Regions from separate parts of the Zea mays genome. Here region 1 is linked to region 2. The links are chromatin contacts, called in public Hi-C maps. All regions are on one chromosome and are shown on one strand. Each heading gives the region's core, a stretch centred on a gene start, on an enhancer-like site or on the middle of the called end of the contact. The rest is flanking DNA. Distances are from core to core; before and after follow the strand shown. Region 1 holds the start of LOC100281149 (legume lectins beta domain containing protein). Region 2 holds the start of LOC103631857 (putative calcium-binding protein CML27).

What was found. A called contact is a pair of places that touch in the nucleus more often than the background predicts.
Region 1: a contact with region 2 is called in a Hi-C map of endosperm, with 2.6 times the contacts expected there. The contact joins the promoter of LOC100281149 here to the promoter of LOC103631857 in region 2. A contact is called at or near these places in 6 of 25 Hi-C or Micro-C datasets (bundle sheath, ear, endosperm and 2 more).

The regions. Positions count from the first base shown.
Region 1 is chr7:468,817-475,396 of Zm-B73-REFERENCE-NAM-5.0, reverse strand. It overlaps LOC100281149 (legume lectins beta domain containing protein), which reads left to right and starts at 3,746. Exons shown (of 1, transcript NM_001154068.3): 1 at 3,746-5,378. The coding sequence starts at 4,064. The coding sequence ends at 5,071. LOC100384566 reads right to left here and starts at 3,039. Exons shown (of 6, transcript NM_001177077.1): 1 at 2,493-3,039; 2 at 2,209-2,415; 3 at 1,481-2,093; 4 at 1,272-1,381; 5 at 1,132-1,191; 6 at 844-1,044. The coding sequence starts at 2,943. The coding sequence ends at 1,022. LOC103631856 (laccase-14) reads left to right here. Exons shown (of 2, transcript XM_008653680.3): 2 at 1-835. The coding sequence ends at 705.
Region 2 is chr7:286,453-292,878 of Zm-B73-REFERENCE-NAM-5.0, reverse strand. It overlaps LOC103631857 (putative calcium-binding protein CML27), which reads right to left and starts at 2,413. Exons shown (of 5, transcript XM_008653681.3): 1 at 1,980-2,413; 2 at 1,757-1,872. The coding sequence starts at 2,228.

The DNA of each region.
Region 1 (6,580 bases), core at 2,497-4,996, 180 kb before region 2:
AGCTTCTACGCGAGCCTCACGGGGCTGCTGCAGGACGGGGTGCCGCTCCACGTGGACACGCGGATGCTGGTCACGTTCGGCCTGGGCGCCACGCCGTGCGCGTCGGCGCAGACGCTCTGCAACCGGACGCTGGGCTCCGTGGCGGCCAGCATGAACAACGTCTCCTTCCAGCTCCCGACGACCATGTCGTTGCTGGAGGCGCACATGCGGGGCGCGCCGGACGGCGTGTACACGCGCGACTTCCCCGACCGGCCGCCGGTGATGTTCGACTTCACGGGCGACGCCATGGCGGCCAACCGGTCGTTCATGCTCACGTCCAAGGGCACCAAGGTGAAGACGCTGCGGTACAACGAGACGGTGGAGGTGGTGCTGCAGAACACGGCCGTCCTTGGCGCCGAGAACCACCCGCTGCACCTCCACGGCTTCAACTTCTTCGTGCTGGCGCAGGGCCCGGGCAACTTCAACGCGCACAGGCACGTCCGCAAGTACAATCTCGTCAACCCGCAGCAGCGCAACACCGTCGCCGTCCCTGGCGGCGGCTGGGCCGTCATCCGCTTCACAGCGGACAACCCGGGCGTCTGGATCATGCACTGCCACCTGGACGCGCATCTGCCCTTCGGCTTGGCCATGGCCTTCGAGGTTGAAGACGGGCCCACGCCCGACGCCGTGCTCCCGCCGCCCCCGCCAGACTACCCGCGCTGCTAGCAGCGTTCAGAAAAGAGAAGGAACAGACTGCCGGAGATGAAGGAACAAACTCTGTTTCAGTGTCCATCTATGGTTTTAAATTATAACAAAATTTGCAAATCTCTCAATAGACAGAATTTTGAGCAGCACAGCAAACTTGTGAAAAGTAGTAATTAGTAACGCGATATTAGCCTTTACATCGTGAACATAAAATGCTAACATAACATTAGAGTCATGCATGCTACATTGAAAATGCCCTCAGACAGACAGAGCAGGGCAGTTGGTCATGGAATGCCACCTGATTTGGCGAGATCTGAAAATCTACCTGCTAGCTGCTCTAAGAAGCTGCCCGGCCCTTGGCTGCAATGAAATAACCGAGGCATAGTTAGCAATCAATCGCAACGGGTGCTTAGAAGCAGGAGAAGCACAAGCCATATGAATACACACCAGGGCTCACAATCTTTATCCTCTTCGTAATAGCCCTGACAGAAGTAACAGCGGTCGCTCCTGCTTCAGAAAGGGATTTTGGTCAGTAATAATATATCGCAAATTGCCATCGGGGGATCTTATAAGAGAATGGTCACAACCTTGGGGATTCAATTCCTGAGCAGAATCTGCTGCGACTGGCTTCACTGAATCAGGTAGAACAGGACCCGCTGCCATATGACCACTAGCAGCAGCAGCAGCAGGCTCTAGCCTGCATTTGTTCAACATGCACAAGGAACAAGACTTAGCATGCACAGTTACTAGAAACCGAAAGGCATCTGACATAGAAATAGAACAGGTATGCCTATACCTTTGAACTTGATCACTTGTGGAAGCGTTCAGGACACCTTCATTGTCAAGATCGAAGTCAAGCAGGAGCTCAGAAAACGAAAATTCACCATCACATATATCGAAGTTCGTGAAATCCATGTCAAAGTCATATTGCTTGTCTTCGTCGGAGGAGGCAGAGGCAGAGGCCTTGTCGCAAATCTGCTCACAGGGACCTAGCTCGGTGCAATCGAAGTTCAACTTGCGGGTGGTTGGTTTCAAGGGGGAACTGCGGGCGGTCGGTTTCAAGGGGGAGCTGAGATGGTAGCTCCTCTCGACAGCATAGTACGCGCTCCCTTTGAGAGGGCTGACGATGAGGGTCTTGGAAGAAGAAACGATAGAGCACTGGGAGGGGCCGATTTCCTGTTGGGCAACGGCACACGCTGGAGTTGCAGACGGATAAGCAGCAGCAGGCTGATCTTGTTGCTGCGGCGTGTAGGGAGAAGAGTGGGCCGGAGGTGGGAGCGGCGCAAACAAGCTCTTTGCAACAGATGAAGTTTGGAGTGGAGCTGAATGTTGAGCTGAAGTTGGTTGGGCAGCGGAACCCATGTTCTTCTGATGATTCGACGGTTGAAACGCCGCGGGTACAGCTCTACCTGGCATTTAGGAAGGTAGGGTTAGCATAATGCAATGTTTCTTATTTATGTTTTGTTATCAAAAGGATAAATATAAGCTTAATAAGGCTATGTGGAGGAAAGTTGTCATGTGTACCCTTTGCGTCGGTGGTTGTATTAGGAGCAATGCAGGATCTCTTGGAGGCTGAAGCGGCGGCGGTCTTCCCTGAAGCCTTCCTCTTTTTATTAGTGGGCAGAGAGGTGGGAGCTGGAGTGGACAGATCTGAGGAGGAGTTGTGGACAAGGCCCGCGGCGGATGCGTGAGCGTAGTGATGAACGAGAGGCGAGGCGTGGCCGGCGGTTCCTGCAGCAGAAGAGCAGTAAGTAAAGCAGAAAAGAACCAAACAGGTGAGGGGCATTGTAAGGCAATCGCAATAATACCTTGTGACGGAGGCGACGAAGAATTCGGCGCGTAGAAGAAGAGCGGCGGCGATGACGGCTGGGCACCGGTGGCGGCGTGAGGCGGGGGAAGGGGAGGCATCATCATGTTCATGTTCATGTTCATATGAGGCGGAGCAGCGGACGAGGAGCCGGATGCGTAGTAGGTGGAAACGAGAGATTGCATGGCCTGCATTGCGGATTCGATGGCGACGCGGGCCTCCTTGAGGGCGATGTAGTCGTGGAGGATGTCGGCGAGCGGGATGAGCCTCTTGGGCGTCTTCTTGCTGTATTTGGTGGGGCTGTAGATGTGCGCGGCTTCGGAGCGGAACGCGGCGAGGGCGGCGTTGAATCCGTTTTCGGCCAGGTAGCGGTCGACGAGGAATGCGACCTCCGCGGGGGTGACCTTCTTCTTGTTGGTGGAAGATTCGGCTGGCTTGGGCGGCGGCGCCATGGCGGATGCTGCAAGATGGATGTGGAGGGAGGTTGGGTGATCTAGTGTGATGTGGTGATGGATTGGGGATCTCGCCTCGTCTGAAGCAGAAGCAGGTTGGGGGTTTGCGAAGCGAGGATGGAGTGGAGGGAAGAAGTGGAGGAGAAAAACGAAACGAGGAGGGAACGGAAGAGCGCGCGCGGCAAACGGCAAATAGTGGTGGCGCCAACGCAGCTCCCGCCTTCCCATCATCCATTTTTGCCTTTGCTTTGCTGGGCCAGGCGGTGGATACATCATATACTGGCTGGGCCGCGGAAAGGAAATGAGGCCTCAGGATCTGACACAGGCTGTGCTGGCCTGGCCAGCAGGGCCCATGGTCTTCCAAAGCACAACAGAAGCAGCCCAACATGCACTCTGAGGGCATGTTTCTTTGATCATTATGTCACATCTGCACTGAATCAATACCACTAAAATAAATATTAGAGGGAATAAAACCCTAAATCTTGGGACGAATGGAGCTCAAACCTAACCTGCCGTTTCGCCACCGGAAAAGAAACGACCAACCAAGTTAGAAACGGAGGATTTTTTTTAATAAAAAACATAGAAAAGACAAAGGAAGGAATTTACTTATATGAATTTTGTTAGAACATGTGTTTGGATGAGTCCGTGAAAAACAGATAAGCAGAAGTGCAGAAGCAAGCAACAGGGAAAAGGCAAAAGCAGCAGCTTGCAATTTGCATTGGTCCCCTATTCTTTTTTTTTTCCTTTCCCTATCCTATCCATCGATCCCCTTTCTCTTCTTCCATCAGCCACACTCCACACACCTCTGCCCTGCACGCCAAGGCCAAGAACATCCATCCTCTCCCGATTCGAATACCCTGCAGGCTAATCTCATCTCAAGAGCAGAGTGTGTCATTCCCCATTCTCTTCCCTTCCCGAGTTGCCACTCACTGTTGCTTTGCTGCAGCCTGAAGGGGAAGGAAAGCAGAAATCTGCTGTTGGCTGATGAGATCCATCCATGCGGATGCAATCCACCACACCAGCAGCAGCAACAAAGCTAGCATTTTTCATCTGATTCATTTTTCATCTCTGCTTCATTTCCTTCCATCATTGTAAAATAACAACAATATCTACTGCTGCGATGGCAACGGAGATGCCGCCGCTTCTCGCCCTCTTCTTCCTCTGCCTCTCGCTTGCGCTGCGCCCCGCCACCGCCGTCTCTTCCCCGTCCTTCGCCCTCGACTTCTTCCCCGCCGCCGGCGCCATTGCGCAGCTCTCCCTCTCCGGCGGCGCCACCGCCAATGCCACCGCGGGTTCCGTCTCCATGCCCATCCCCGACGCACGGGTGCAGTACAGGACCCCCATTGCCGCGTCCGCCCTCCGCCTCGGATTCTCCACCTACTTCGCCTTCGCCCTCCCTCACGCCCCGTCCTCCCTCGCCTTCTTCCTCACACCCTCCGCCTCCCGCTCGCCCCCGGCCCTCGCACTCGTCTTCTCCGCGCGCCACATCCGCCTCGACCTCGCCGGCCGCACCGCCCTCCAGACGGAGACACGCCATCCCGTTCCCACCACCGCAAGCCACCTGCATGCCTGGATTGACTACTACCACAGCAACTCTTCTTCCAGTTCCGCCGACACGGACACTCTCCACGTACAACTCGCCGCCACGCGCATCCCCACCGCCAACCACCACCCGACCCCGACCCCGCCGCTCCTCTCCTACCCGCTCCATCTGCTCCCCGTCCTCCGCAGGGGCCCCATCCTTGCCGGATTCCGGACCTCCTCCGGGAACTGCACGCTCTTCAGCTGGGCGTTCCGCGCAGCTCCCAACCGGATGCACTCTCTGCCGCTCAACCCCGCCGACCTGCTCACCACGCCGCCGCCAGAGCGCGAAGCCAGAGCCAGCCAGCCAGCCCCCGACCGCCGCTACAGCAGCCCCTGGGGCGCCGCACTGTCCCTGCTGCTCGCGGCCGCGGCCGGCGCAATGCTCACCTTCATTGTGCTCTTCCTCTGGTATTACGCGACCAAGCGCCGGCCCGTCGCGCCGGTGGAGTACCCCATGCACCCCTCGCACGTCGTCTACGAGAAGATTGTGCTCGTCGGGGTCAAGGACGACGCCGCGGCTGCCGATGCCGCCGGGAACAAGTAGATGCTCCTACCACCACCACAAAGCAAGTAGATGCTGCCTTGCTTACCCACTTCACTAGTTCACTTCTGCTGCATTTGCATTTGCAACTGTGTTGTAGTTACTAGTACTAGTAAAGTAGTAATGGTGGAAACTGCAGATTTTGCCTCCCAAACCCAACAGGGCAAACTCTGCACTTTCCACCTTCAGTTAGCTTGTACAAGAGTGCTTCCTGTTGTTTTTGTGATCTTTGTCCCTAGTTAAATTGCAACACCGTCGGTACTGATGTATTTCCTTCCTTGCACTGATGCTGCTTAGTAATTTGCTTCTCTACTTATTAGTTGTGTTTCACTTCTCTGCTCTGACGGGCAAAACACAAAACTGATCTTTATTTTGCTCACATACTAATGTTCAACATAAATTGGTTCAATCCCCAATTCACCATGGCTTTGTACTATATTGCTACGAAATGGTAGTGTTCTTCTGTCTCACTAAATATCCTAGGTGCTGTTTGGTTCAAGAAATGTAACACAAATGATAATGGTAATGGTTTACGCTCGATTACTGGCGGTAACAAATTTAAATAGGCTGGTATCAATTTTTAGTGTGGTATTTGATTACGGTTGGACTAAAACAAACATGATTTAACGTTATCAGTTACCCATTGCGTTACAAATATGTGAACCAAACGGCACCCTAATTCCTACACTGTGGTCAGGTCATTTTACAAGAAGTTAGGGTTCTTCTTTCCCTTCGTTTCCATAAACGCCACACTGTTCTGTCTGCTGTGGTTCATCAACCTATATAATTTTGGCCTACTAGTAGTATTAGCTTTTGATGTTGTCCCAAAATAGCTCCAGCTCCAAGTTTGACCATGTTGATAGATATCTCTCAAGTTGACGACAAAGCGTGGCTAAAGTCCAACTTGGAGCAAGTGACCTGCATTTCATATTTCTAGATAGAGGCCAAAGATTTGATTTGACTCCTTTCGGTTAGCCAAAGTGACTTTGCATTATGATACTGTGTATGGGAGGAGATACTAGGACTATATATAAGTTTTCATAGTGCTGCTTTCAGTTGGGACTTAGGAACTACAAAACAGAATATGGAATCCAGGGTTGCTCTTACCTTTTTCTTTCCTTTCCTTTCTGCGGTAATAATTCACACCTTACCTTTTTCTTCCATTTACTTTCTGCTATAATAGTTGGGCAACTGAAATTTTTGGTTCACTGTGGCTTCATTTCATGCTGCCAAAATTAGGGTGCAAGTGCATTTTTTCCCCCAACCCACAAAGTTCAGGTGAGTCGGGTGAGTAGCTGAATTGCCTTTAGTTAGAATTGTTGCCTTATATTCACTTTGTCCTCGCAAGAAGAGAGGATAAACGAGCATGCTTGGATTGCAAATTGATATCTAGGGAGTGTGTTATAATGAAAGAGGTAAGGCAATGGACCCTGATGGTATTCTAGTTGAGGCATGGAGATGGCTCGGGGACATAGCTATAGTATGGCTAACCATTGGATTTATGATCGTACA
Region 2 (6,426 bases), core at 1,164-3,663:
GTTAGGGCAAAAAAAGTGAAAGATGGACCCCCCCCCCCCCCCAAAAAAAAAACTTCATGACAATATTTAAGTAGAAACCATAAGGGCTCCAACAACACAGTTAAAAAAACACAGCTATTAATCACAAAATTATTTAAGGATGGATTTGGAAAGCCAGGTAATTGTTTATAGACCAAGCACCAGTGTGGCCATATAGACATCTGTTCAAGGTAAACCAAGAAGTAGAATATTGCACAAACTAATTATCCTAGGGATTGTCAAGCAACAGCAGAACATTCGAATGATAACAAGAATTTTGCAGATGATCGTTATGATATAGCAAGCATAAGTAGGAATCCTGATCAGTCTCACCAAATAATGCAATATGAGGTTATTCATTATCAATGCAGGTAACTGATATTGCAAGGCCATGAAAGAAACTACCTTCTCTTTCCTCATATATCAGAGATTATGACAAACGCCCAAATTACCTACAAGTGAAAGATAAATTTATTTGGCAGGGTGAATAGTGCCATCTCTAGTAAAACGAATTATGTAACCCTAGAATCAACATGAACACTCGCTGATGCACAGCATTCTAAATTAGGTGCGATAATTCAGCAAACATCTCTTCTAACAAGTAATTATGTGTCATGAAATAAAGATGGGCACACCTGTATACTCGCATAAAAAGCAAAGAGGATAAAAGAAGCAATATTTTTTTATTAATTAGAAACTAAAGAGTGCTGTATAACAACACAGGGCACCAACCACATGATCCACATTTCAACAGGTATAAGTGTATTAAGATACTGGTATAAAGGGAGAAAAGGACATAAGACCAAATAATGAGCAGAGATGAACAAAAATTGCTGTTGATGACTGTAGATGGCAGCCCCCTCCCCGCCAACAATGTATTGAATCGTGCCATTTGTATATAGAATTAGTCAGATGAATTATTATATCATGAAATCTAGTGGTATGGTAACTTGAGATGCGCCAGTGTACGCCCATGGGATACAAAAAATGCAATTGCATAGACTTGGCATTAATATCACATCATATAGATACAGTGGCATGCCTTTTTTTCCTGGAAGCAGAGACATAGAGAAAGCTACAGGATCACTTCTTCATCATTCCAACAGCATCTATGTAAGGACATATTGGTCAATAACATGCAAAACTTAAAAGATTTGAAATACCAGATTATATAATCAACATACTACAGTGCTTTCACATGAAATCAGAAGCTAAGTTGAGTATCGAGGTGCAGTACAAAGTTTTTTAGTAGGGCAAGTTTGCCATCTCAATAAATGGTACAATATGAGAGTTTAGGATCCTATGAGACCACAAGACAAGTTCCTGGTTGCAAGTATACAGAGTATAGGAGGCTGATTCATGCTCAATTGGTGGTGAAAAATATGCTTCCAAGGAAGCGATCTAATTATCACAAGCATGTTACTTAAATGTGAAAGAAGAGGCTAAATCGTATAGTGAGCACATACAGTTATAGAAACATCAGATCAACTGGCTAACCTGTGTAACATTAATTAATATGTATATATGTATAAAGGCTAGCTGCAAGCGAGAAGAATATACAAGTTGAGAAAGAGGAAAGCTGGCAAATCATGTGAGATGCGAAATGCTAATCACGAAAGAGACAGTGCATCAAGCGAAATCATAAGGGTCAAGCGGGCACTGCTATCTTAAGGACCGAGTGAGTATCAGTGTCATATATGATGATGAAGCGAAGTAGAGATTGAGTGAGAGTACCAACCTAATGTGTGTTGGGCAGAGGAGGGCCCCTTCCCTCTGAACCTTGCCAACGCGCAGGGAAACGAGGGGAACACAGAGGCAACGCGCGAGCATGCCCACCTCCGACACCTCGAAGTGCTGCAAGAGAGGAAGGAAGCGAGCGAGCAGAATGTGAATGAATAGATCCGTAAACCCTAGGCAACCGAACAGCAGTAGGACGAGGCAAGGCAAAAGCGAAAGGTTACCTGCGCGAGGTGTGCGATGAGTCGGTCGTCCGCTGCGCCGCAGGAGACGTTGAGGGTGAGGAGCGGCCTGAGGCGCTCGTCGGCGCGGCAAGCCCCCATGAGCTGCTGGCGCAGAGGCGGTGGCGGTGGCGGTGGAGGGATACCCTCTTCGCGTTCAGATCGGGAGGTCTCCGGGTCGTCGGCGTCGGGGAAGGCGCGGGTTTCAGGCTCCAGCTCCTCCCCTCTGTCCCTGGTTGGCGGCGGGTCCATCGGGGGAGGGGAAGAGAAGGGAAGCTAGGGTTGGCCGGGAGGACGAGTCCGGGATTGATCGGATTCCCTTGGATGGGATGGGATGGGATGATGAGTGGTTTGACGAATGCCCGAGCATCCACCACCACATCCCCGGTAGATATTTTGTCTCGATGAAAGAAGACGGAGAGAGGATCCCAAAGCATTCAATAATCACAACTAATTTACATTTAAACTTTTAAATAATATTTAGGTGCCAAGTTTTTTATAAAAATAATATGCAGTGTCAGATTTTTTATAAAAAAATAAATACAAAACAGCGGAACTAACTAGTTAATAAACACTGTTACCCGTGCGTCGCGCAACTCACAACAATATCCACGTAACTTATCCACCAAAAAGATCTCAAGATTTTTTATTGATTGTCTCCATTCTTCACATAATATTTTTATGAACGCACGAGTACCATAGCCAGCAAATCAGAGACACACATCTCTCGCCTCCCCCACTTCCAAGGTTTCATAGAGCATGAGGAGAAGGGAAGAAGTAGACATACTTGTTCGTTGCCGGAGAAAGACACGACGAAGACTTGTGCATCTGGAGACGACATAGTTAGTATACCGCTAGATATATAGGGAGAGAGCGCGCAAGCGGAGAAAGAAGCCTAGCCGGAGCAGCTCCTAACTGAGAGGCACCCACACCAGGCGTCAATCCGAGAAGGGCGAGAGAATGCGAGTGTCTTCTCAGCCATGGACCCGCTGAAGCAACACAACACCACCACCAACTTCGTAGCATATTGTCGGCGTTTCGACCCCGGGGGTCCCTGGACCGACGAGTAAAATTGTCGCTGCGTGCCCCAGCCCAGATGGGTTGGCGCGAGATGGAACACAAAAGGGGGGAAAACTGTGGCTCGTGTTATCCTGCGCCAAAGGGGGGTGCGCTTGCAGTAGGGGTTACAAGCGTTCGCGAGGGAGAGAGAGAGGGAGAGAGAGAGAGCGTGAGCCGGTTCGTCGGCCTGTCCTCCCGCGCGACCCCCCTCTCGCATGAGGGCCCTGGACCCTCCTTTTATAGATGCAAGGAGAGAATCCAGGTGTACAATGGGGGTGTTGTTATATGCTAACGTGTCCGGCAGAGAGGTGCCAGAGCCCTGTGTACATGCCAACGTGGCTGTCGGAGAGGTGCTAGAGCCCTGTGCACGCGGTGTCGTGGCCGTCGGAGGAGCGCTGGAGCCCTGTAGAAGCACAGCTGTCGGGGCTGCTGGGACCTTGCTGACGTCTCCTTGCTTCCGTAGGGGGCTGAGAACCACCGTCGTCATGGACGCACGCGGGGAGCCATCATTACTTGTTACCGGGGCGAGCCTGGATGGGACGCCGGTCTTGTTCCCCCGTAGCCTGAGCTAGCTAGGGGTAGGGTAATGATGTATCCCCTGCGGCGTGGTCGGTCCGAGCCCAAGGTCGGGCGAGGCGGAGACTCCTCCTGAGGGCGAGGCCGGGGTCGGGCGAGGACGCGATTCCTCCCGAGGTCGAGGTTGAGGCCGAGCCCTGGGGTCGGGCGAGGCGGAGACCACCTTCCGAGGTCGAGGTTGAGGTCGAGCCCTGGGGTTGGGCGAGGCGGAGACCACCTTCCGAGGCAGAGGCGGGGGCCGAGCCCTGGGGTCAGGCGAGGCGGAGACCTCCTCCTGAGGCCGAGGCCCAAGGTCGGGCGAGGCGGAGCTTCCTGTTGAGCCTGAGGCTTGGACTCAGCTGCTGTCAGCCTCACCCTGGCGGGTGGCACAGCAGTCGGAGAGGGGCGAGCGGCGCTGTTTTCCTATCAGGTCAGTCAGTGGGAGGGTGAAGTGACTACGGTCACTTCGACCTTGCCGACTGAGGCACACTTGTCAGGATAAGGCGCCAGGCGATCCTTGCATTGAATGCGCCTGCGATACGGTCGGTTGGTGAGGTGATTTGGCAAAGGTTGCTTCACAACGAAGCCTGCCCAAGCTGGGCTTCGGGCGAGTCGAGGGTGCGCCTGTTGCTTGAGGAGGCCCTCGGGCGAGGCGTGAATTCGCCTGGGACTACAGTTCCCGTCCGAGGCTGGGCTCGGGCGAGGCGAGATCGCGTCCCTTGAGTAGACGAAGCCTTGACCTGAATTGCGCCCATTAGTCTCTGCAATTTGTGCTGATGGTGATTACCAGCCAAGTTTAGGAGTGTTGGGGGTACCCCTAATTATGGTACCCGACAGTAGCCCCCGAGCCTCAAAGGGAGTGTTGGTACTCGCTTGGAGGCTTTGTCGCACTTTTTTGCAAGGGGACCGGCCTTTCTCGGTTATATTTTGTTCCGGTGGGTGCGCGCGAGTGCACCCACCGGGTGTAGCCCCCGAGGCCTCGGAGGAGTGGTTTGACTCCTCCGAGGTCTTAATGCCTTTCGTGATGCCTCGGCCGGTCTGGTTGCTCCCTCATGCGATCTGATCGTAGCCCGGGTGCGTGGTCAGGTTCCGAGTTTTTAGGCTGGTTTGTTGACGCTGTCAACGGTTTGGCCATAGCCGGGTTTTGCGAGAGCAGCCCCCGAGCCTCTGCGCGGAGCGAGAGGACGATCAAGGACTGTCTCGGCTTTTATCATACGCCCCTTCGTCGCCTTTCCGCAAGGAGGAAGGGGGGAAAGCGCCATGTTGCCCTCGGAGGGCGCCGAACATGGTGTCTCCAGTGAGTTGCTAACGGGTGATCCGAGTGGGCGCCCGTGCCCCGTTCGATAAGGGTCGGCTAGTGGCCCAGAGGCGCGCTCCAAAAGTACCTGCAGGTGATTTGCCGGACCCGGTCCCGTTCGATAGGGTCCGAGGGCTCAATGCTTCCCTCTGATGGGATTCCATTACAAAATCGCTCCTGCTGGTCTTGGAAATGTCCTAGGGTACCTCGGGAGCGTAGCCCGAGCCTCGACCATGTATCAGACGTACCCAGAGTCATCCCTCGCTCTGCGTGCTCTGGGGCGACTGTCGAACCCTTCCGAGGGGCCAGCCTTCGAACCCCTGATTAGTAGTGGGCGCGGAGCCCGAGTGCTCTGAGGCGGCTGTCGAACCCTTCCGAAGGGCCAGCCTTCGAACCTCTGATCAGTAATGAGCCTGAAGCCCGAGTGCTCTGGGGCGGCTGTCGAACCCTTCTGAGGGGCCAGCATTCGAACCCCTGATCAGTAGGAGGGCTCGGGGCCCGCTTCCTTCGCGGAGAAGGATCCCTTTCGAAATATCCCCTTTCCCGGTCCCTGTGGCAAGAGAGAGAAAGGGGAAGAGGAAAAGGATACAAATTTAAATGGTGTGGCGCACCTTTTTTGACGCAGTCATCATGGCGGAGGTGAAACAATGCCTGCTTCGCCTGCCAAGGGCGTCGCTTGCCCTGCCGAGGAGTTAATGCGACGAGACGGGCGATTCGCGGGGCGGCCGTTGCGCGTGCGCGAGTTGTTCGAGGAACGGGTGTTTCGCCTTCGAGTTTGAATTTCGCGGCAGGTTCGGGCGAAGTGTTGAACGGGTCTTGCCCGGGCCTTTATATACCAAGAAGAGGGGCCGGCGGTGGTTCTTTACTCTGTTGCTCGCCTTCTGCTTTGGTTTCCGCAACCTGAGAGAATAGCCAGAGAAAAGGAAACCGCGCACCTTTTTTGCTCCGCCTCCACCCCCTTCGTTCAGCGATGGCCGACAAGGCGACCGTCGTTCCGCCACGCAATCCGTGGCCTTTCTCCACCGTCACGGTGGGCGATCTGGAGGCCCTCGTCGCCGATGGTTTGCTCTGTCCCCTCTCCGGTGACCCGCAGCCGGAGTGGATGGCCCCCGCGAGCGAGGCCGACCCGGCTCCGCCACCGGGGTATGTGGTCAGTTTCATCTCCTTCCACGAGCGAGGGTTTGGAGTGCCAGCGAGCCACTTCATGCGGGCGCTCCTGCACTACTACGGGGTGGAGCTGCACAACTTCAACCCCAACTCCATTGCGCAAGCGGCCATCTTCGCGGCGGTTTGCGAGGGTTTTTTGGGGATTGACCCCCACTGGGATCTGTGGATCCATCCATTCTCCGTGGAGCTTTTTGCCTTGACGACGGGGGAAAGGAAGGTCCGCATGGCGGTGCGGGCCGGTGGCTGCACCCTCCAGTTGAGGCAGGGGCGCGCGCAGCAGTATATCCCTGCCATCCTTGTGTCTTCGAACAAGGGGTGGCAGCGCCGGTGGTTTTACCTCCGGAACGACGACGGAAGGCTCCCGTCGTTTTC